Regions from separate parts of the Mus musculus genome. Here region 2 is linked to region 1. The links are chromatin contacts, called in public Hi-C maps. All regions are on one chromosome and are shown on one strand. Each heading gives the region's core, a stretch centred on a gene start, on an enhancer-like site or on the middle of the called end of the contact. The rest is flanking DNA. Distances are from core to core; before and after follow the strand shown.

The links. A called contact is a pair of places that touch in the nucleus more often than the background predicts.
Region 2: a Hi-C map of the N1E-115 cell line shows a contact between it and region 1, with 6 times the contacts expected there. The contact joins two enhancer-like sites. A contact is called at or near these places in 13 of 484 Hi-C or Micro-C datasets (the N1E-115 cell line, cerebellar granule neurons, cortical neurons and 5 more).

Annotation. Positions count from the first base shown.
Region 1 is chr7:123,523,951-123,527,669 of GRCm38.p6, forward strand. No RefSeq gene overlaps it. Among named protein-coding and RNA genes, the nearest start is that of Zkscan2, 25 kb to the left of the region's middle. Within about 2 kb of position 1,906, at least 8 of the 459 cell types and tissues checked have an H3K27ac peak or open chromatin away from gene starts, as enhancers often do. A contact at or near this core is called in the N1E-115 cell line, where this site is marked.
Region 2 is chr7:123,854,355-123,858,073 of GRCm38.p6, forward strand. No RefSeq gene overlaps it. Among named protein-coding and RNA genes, the nearest start is that of Hs3st4, 130 kb to the right of the region's middle. Within about 2 kb of position 1,982, at least 2 of the 459 cell types and tissues checked have an H3K27ac peak or open chromatin away from gene starts, as enhancers often do. A contact at or near this core is called in the N1E-115 cell line, where this site is marked.

The DNA.
Region 1 (3,719 bases), core at 656-3,155:
GGGAGAGAGAGAGGCATGTCATTGAACTCTGAACTCATTGATGAAGAAGTCTAACTGGGCAGCAAGCCCCAGGAATTTTGTTTGCTATGTGACTTTAAATCCATGATGACAATCCAATCCTCTATGAAGATTATCATAGAGGTGGGTGTTGTGAGAAATCTCTGAAACTCCTCAGTTTTACTGGGAGCTAGTAACAATACAAAGTCTTAGGGGTTAGGGGTATGGCTCAGGGGTAGAACTCTGGCTTAGTATGTAGAAGGCCCTGGTTCAGGCCCTAGCACCACAAAATGTCCCCACAAACTTCAAAAGGTAACATACAGGTGGCAGTGATCGTGTTTGGAGAATGCTGTCTCTCAGGGTTTTGAGTTTGCCGTGGATGATCTTATAACCTCCTGACTGGGACAGTGAGTCTGTGGGTGCTAATCCAAAACATAACAGCAGAGGGCAGCCTGTGCCCAAAAATGGCAGCTCTTTCCAACAAATTCCACCAACGTTGCTGTCTGCTGATAACAGAATCAGCGAAAGCAGCTCTGGACTGCTGCCTGCTTGGGGTCTCTGCATGTAAATTTACCTTCTTGAAAGATGTACAGCAACAGAGTCAGAAAATTAGAACTCTACACGGACCCATAAAAGACTCCATGTGGGTTCTTGGTCCTCACCCAGTCTGGCTTCCCTTTCTCCTCTCAGGCTTTGGTCTTATATTCTATGGGCTGCAGCCCACTCCCAGGAGCTTAGCTGTGAGGTTTTCTCACACTGGAAGGCTGCTCCCTCAGACGTCACGTGGCTCATTCTTTTACCTGTGTGAGATCTTAAGTCACAGACCTTAACTCTGAACCCCCCACCCCTTTTTAAAATTAACTCCTTTCAATACTCTATATCTCGATTTGAAAGGAAGCCAGGGCAGAGACTGTACACTACTGTTACTTTTCTCCAGTCTTAAGAGATTAAACTTTATAACTGAAAAAAGAAGGTGGTTAACCCAGAAGGTAAACTCCTAAAGTCAGAACCGTTTCCCAGATCATGTCTCCATTCTGTGTCATCCGCCGAGGATAAGCCTCCTGGTGAGAAGTGAGCACTTTAATAATTGTTTGTTGAATGGAACTACATCACAGCTCTGCTTATGAAAGACATCGAGACTGTAAGGAACAAACTAGCATTTTAATGAGCTTTTGATTCTAGAATTTGGGCTGGGCTCAGATAGGTGGCATTTCCAATATAGACCAGGGTCTACTGGTCTCCGCTGAATTTCTGTCCCTCCACAGTTATCTGCCAGGCTGGCTGAGACACCTCAGTTTTACTCCACAGGGGCTCTTGGAATGGTTTATAGAAGCTGTGTTTTACCTCATTTAAAATGTATTCACCAGTCAGACAATGAGAAGGTGTCTGTTATTCAAAAGGCATCCTTAAGGCTGCAAAATTGATAATAGGCAGAAGCTGGCCTCAGTGCACCGTGTTATGCCCTCTCACTGTGGGTGAGACATCAACGCCTGCCCTTGACTTGGGGCTGGCCCTGTAACTTGCTTTGGCTGATGGTATATTAGCAGGTGAAATGCAAGCAGGGATTTGAAATAGGCTTGTAGGCTGGTGCTGGCCACGCAAGTGTGCCTGTGGAGAGACACTTAGAGCAGAGCAGAAGTAACTTAGCTATCTGATAGAGGCCAGTGCAGATGTGCAGAAACTAACTGATAGGCACATGGGCAAGTCGTTCAGTGTCAGCAGCAGAGCTGCCTGCCTGACCCTGGGCTGACCCCAGGTACGTGCACTGATTGCTCCCATCTCACTTGTCTCCACAGAGCATCTGTGATCTCCCTAGAGGATTTAAGGAGTCCCACAAGTCTAGTTACAGACCTAGCTCTGGAGGAACACGGTGACAGTGGCCAGACGCATGTGGGCTTGGGCGCTGTGCTGGACCATCCTTCACAGAACTGGTGATTCCTGGTAACCTCCCCTCCAGTGATGGTGCGCAGGCTTCCTTTAGGAAAAATCTCCCTTCTTGTCAATGAGCTGGCCCCGGTAAGACCCTGACATCTGATAAAGAGGGGGTCACGAACGGCAGGAAAGGAAGCTGGCTGCTGCTGCTGCTGCTGCTGCCCAGAGCATGCCTGTGGTGATGGATGAGAGGCCTGGCGGCCCGAGAAGGATGGTGATGTTTACGTTTTCCAAGGCAGGGCATTTCCTCCCAGGGCACAGGGTGAGTGGACAGGGTCAGAACAATCCCCTTTACATTTCTCCCCCTTTATGTCTTTTTTATAAGAAATAACTATTTTTGAAACATGATAGGCCCAGGAAACTGCATCAAGGTTATGTTCTCTGACAGATTTTTCCCTTTAATTTTAATTTTTTGATGGAACACTGAACTCTCCGAGCAACTCAGAGATGAAAAACATTGACCCATTCCCCATAAAAATGCTCATAAATATGAAATTTTACTTAAATGTCAGGGGATTTATCATGTCTGTGAAGCTCAGGAATCTAGATTGGTTCTAGGGAGAGTTAGAGAGATAAAGAGGGAGGGGGAGGGTAGAGGGAGGGGACTTGAGGAGACAAGGGCCTTGAAGGTTGAAGGTGATAGTTTGGTTGTGGTTGGAGTATGCCCTCCTAGAGGACTTACACAGTGTGCTGAAGGTTTGATGATCCCTCATGCAGTATTGAGGAGCATGGAAGCCCTAGAGGTGGAGCCTAGTGGGAGGTGGCTGGGCCTTGGGGCGCCACTCCTGGAAGGGATTGGGGCTCATCTTGTGGAGTGGGTTAGTTACATAACAGCCAGTTGTTAGCAAAGAGCAAACCTGGCCCAGCTTCCCATTTGACCATATAATCTCCTGTTCCTGTAAACACGCCCAAGACTGTGATGTTGTCTGCCTCCGGGCTCCTATCAGAGCACAGGGCTATTTAGTTTTAGACTTGTAGCTTCCAAAACTGAAAGCTAAACAGTCCTCTTTGCTTAATAAGCATCCAGCTTCAGGTACGCTGTGGCAGTACCAGAAAATGGGCTAACTGAATAGGGGGAGACAGAAAACTGGCAAGGAGACAATCAGGAAGAAATGAAACAAGTTTAGAAGCAGACCTATGGAGGCAGTTCAGCCATGACCCTTCAGGCTATAGATGGAGGCCCTCTTCTCTAGCCCTAGAACCTACCCTCCAGCTCATCTCAGCTGCTGGCGCCACCTTTGCTATCGAATGCTGCAGACTTGCTCTCTTCTATCACGTCTGCTGCTGGAGACTCCATGAGGGTGTACACTAATTGATTTGTTCCTCGTAACTGCAGAACACTGTTATACAATAAGAACTGATGGCATGTGAAGTGCCCACGCCTTGGTAACAGTCACTTAAGTGCCTCCCTTTTCCTGTTATTGACAGGAGGTTTCTTCAGGCACGTGTCCTTGTTCCTGAGAAGCTTCTGTGTGGTCCTTCTTTAAAAGTAGCATTCCTGGGTGATGTCTTTGACATTATTGTCACCAGCTCTGTGAGAGCATCATATAATATACATTTTCTCCTTTATATTCTTTTCCATGCTTAGTGTTTCCTGACTTACATTTTGCAAACAAGTCTGATGCAAAACGATGTGTCTTAGTCAATGTTCTATTGCTGTGAAGAGACACCATGACCAGGACCTTATAAAGGAAGCCATTGACTTGGGGCTTGCCTACAGTTTCAGAGGGTTAGTCCATTACCAGCGTGACAGGAAGCATGGAGACACGCAGGCAGAGATGATGCTGGGG
Region 2 (3,719 bases), core at 732-3,231, 330 kb after region 1:
TGAGATATTGTATCCATTAATTCATTATGAATGAGTTTTCCTTTACCACATTGCACATAGTTGTAACTGTTGTATAGTCTGGCCCTACAGTCTTAACATCTGAGTTGTCTCAGGGTTAGTCTCTTATTGATAGCATTCTCGTCTACAAAATGAACACAATTTCATACTCCCTGTATGTTGGATACTCTGAGATTATATTCTTGGTCTTGTTAATGGTAATTTGTGAATTTGGTTGTATCTCTTTATTGAATGCATATATTGCTTCATTAACTTGGTTGGTCAGGTCGATGGCAGCTCAAGTCCCTCTTTCCGTGTTCTATGTTTGACCAGGAAGCTTCTGATTTTTTCTAATTCATACACAGTCCTGGTACCTGTTAGATACAGTGGCAATATTTATACACGTGATTTGATTTTTTCTTCTTTGAATCTCCCCTTTCACTCTTCCATACTCCTAGCTGCTCCATATTCTCTTCTTGCTCCATATGCCAGAAACTCTGTGGGTTTTCTGTCATTTCCCTATATCATGATTGGAATCTGCTGTCAGGACAATGCCCCATAAGAAGCATCTCATGAAGGCATCTCCTTGATGTCTTGACTCTTCACACAAATATCTTGCTCCAGAAATCTCCCGTGGTGGTCTTAGGGCATTTATACAAAGTTTATAGCTGTTATCTGTGTTATCAACATATTGAAGCCTTTCTTTTCTGTCCTGGAAATGGAATCTGGCATTTAACTACAGGTAGAAACCACAAAGCAATTAGATAAAATCTAGCCCAATTTACTCTTCAACCACAATCACTATCGATTATACTTATCACAGCATTGTGTGAGATACATAGCATCACCTCATTGTTCAGATAAACTGTGGTGTTGAGAGAAGTTAAGTCACGTGCCCAGCAGCTTACAGCTCCTAACTGGGACTTTATCCAGTGGGCTGAGATTTAAGATTGCACATTGGCTGGGAAGTTCCATTCCTCTTGAGTTTTGAAGAGCCAGAATGAACCCCAGTTCCCCTGCACCATTGATTTCCACCCAAAAATTGGGAACTCACGGTTGTGCTTATAAAAGTCTGTGGCTTCCTTTCTTCATCAGGAGAAATGAACTTGAAGAAGTTCCTGAAAAGGATATGGCACAGCTTCATCTTGGGGGTGAAGACAGTATGTAAGTGAGGATACCAGTGTCCAGGGGAATTCCAGTCCTCAGACAGGATAAAATGATATCAGCTCCTCCCTTATTATGGCTTTGGTCAGTAATTTTTCCTTTGAACCTCAGGTTTTCGAACTCCAGACTGAATATAAAATTCCCAATCCAAAATACAGCAGGATTCAACAAGAAAGCTGACTCTTAATTTAAAAAAATACTTACCATTTTACCCTCATGGGTGTACCTGAATGCATGCATGCATGTAGGAGCCTGCAGAGGTCAGAAGAAAGATCAGAACCACTGGTACCAGCGTTAAAGATGCTTGTGAATTGCTACTTCTGGGAACTCTGGTTCCTTGTAAGAACACTAAGTGCTTTTAAACACTGAGTCATCTTTCCAGCCTGAATATTTTATTTTAAAAAGTGTGCATGTGTGTGTCTGTGTCTATGCCTGTGTCTGAGTGTAGAAGTCAGAGGAAAATCTTACCTTCTGCCTTGTCTGAGGCAAGGTATCTCATTACTTGCTCCCTGCTACTTATCGCAGGCTTGACAGCCCACAAGCTTCCAGGGACTCTCCTATCTCTGCTTCCAATTTCCACAAGGTACTGGGACCACAGACACACATCACTACATCTTGCCTGACATAAGTTCTGAGTATCAGATTCCCAATCTTCATACTGGCACTGTGTGCTGGTTAACTTTTGTCAACAATACAAACTGGAGTCATTTGGTAAGAGGAACCTCGACCGAGAAAGTGCTTTTATTGGACTGGTCTGGGGCATGTCTGTAGGGCATTTTCATGATTAATGTTGATATGGAATGCCCTAGCCCACTGTAGGTGGGGCTGCCCCTGGGACTTTGGTCTAGATTGTATAAGGAGGTGGCCGAGCAAGCCAAGAGGAGCAAGGCAGTGCACATCCCTCCTAAATACTCTGTTTCAGTTCTTGCCTCTAGGCTCCTGCCTTGGCTCCCCTGAGTGATTGGCTTTGTCCTGTAAACTAAATAAACATTTTCCTCAGTTTCCAAACAAGCTGCTTTTGGTCAGTGTTTTATCTCAGCAACAAAAAGCAAACTGGCACAAGACAAATGCTTTGTCCACAGAGCCATCCCCCTGCCTGGAGTCTGACTTTTACACCATCCACTTTATACTTCACAGCTGGCAGGAAGTGTACTTATGAAATCCGCATGAATGGTGGTCTCCAGACCCATGCAGGAGGAGCCAGAGGGACACACTTTAGTGGACAGAGACCTGCACTTTCTCTTTCTCCTTGGATTGAGGTCCTACCAGGCTAGGATACCAGTCCCCATACAACAGACCATTGTGTAGTGGCTCCTTGCTACCACCCACTACCACTTCCTTCCTGTGTGACTTGGGCCATGGCAAATGATCAAGCAGCTAAGAAAGTTGTGCACTCCTGCTGTAGAAGTGGCTCTGTCATTATTTGGTCTTCCCTTTTCTTTTAAATTTTCTAATCCCTGTCCTCTTCCAGGGATGGGAAAGTCCCACTCCAACCCCATATACTCACTATGGTACTAGGTACTAAGTTATTATAATAGAACAAACCACATATAATTGTGACTCCCCAGTCTCAGTGAGGATGGACTTGAATCCTTTGGACTTTCATTTGGTTGCATATAGTATTTCAATGTATGTTCTTCCCCTTTAAACAATCCTCTAGGTGGCAGTGTTGGAAATTGGGGCCTAATGGAAGATGCTTGGGCTTGGAGCATTGGTGTTGAGCCTCATAGGTGGGTCAGTGTCAATCAAACAAGAGCTCGAGGCTGTGAATTTGATTGCTCTCACCTATGTTATGACAGAGGCTGATACAATAAAACATCTTGATCTTCCCAGAAATCACAACTCATAGGAAACAAATTCCTTCTCTTTGTAAACCCAGTGTTTGGTACTATGATTTTGCAGTCCAGAATGGACTAAAACAGGAGTATTGAATCAGAGATTTTGCCTTGGGGCAGTTTGCATGGGGGCTTGGAAGCTGAAGGCCAAACGTGTACGTGCATCTATTTTTAAAGTGTGTTTTGGGAGCTACGTGAGAATGGGCTCCTGCAGTGAGCTTCAGCATTCTATCTCTGGCACACATCTGTTCTTTCTGACATATCTGCACTGTCTCCTGCCTAGCATGACTTTCCCCCTGTATCCTGTTTGTCCAAGGACAATTTCAGCAAGCGAAGGCTCAGAAGCACATGTACTCAGTGCGTCATGACCTCTCTCCAGTTGACAAATCCCAGTTCCCCAAGACAAAGCAACCTTGTACCCTACACTGCACAGTGGAAAATGCATTTGTCTGGGAAGGTTTCTGAGTCCACGTCTGCTTGGTGACAGCTGTCCAAATAGAAGAGGTGTTATGCATTTGGAAAATGAAGTTATTTGGCCGGGTTGATGGTGTGTGACTGCCGGTGGCAGATGTCTGTTTCTGTGCTGGTCACCATGCTCTTTTTTCTTCTGGTATCCAAAGAAGACACATTGGAGAGATGGGTTTGATGCCAACAGCGTTTTCCTTTGTCAGGCAGGATAACATTACTGCAAGTGTGATATGAAATTTTTCCCCCTCTCCTTCA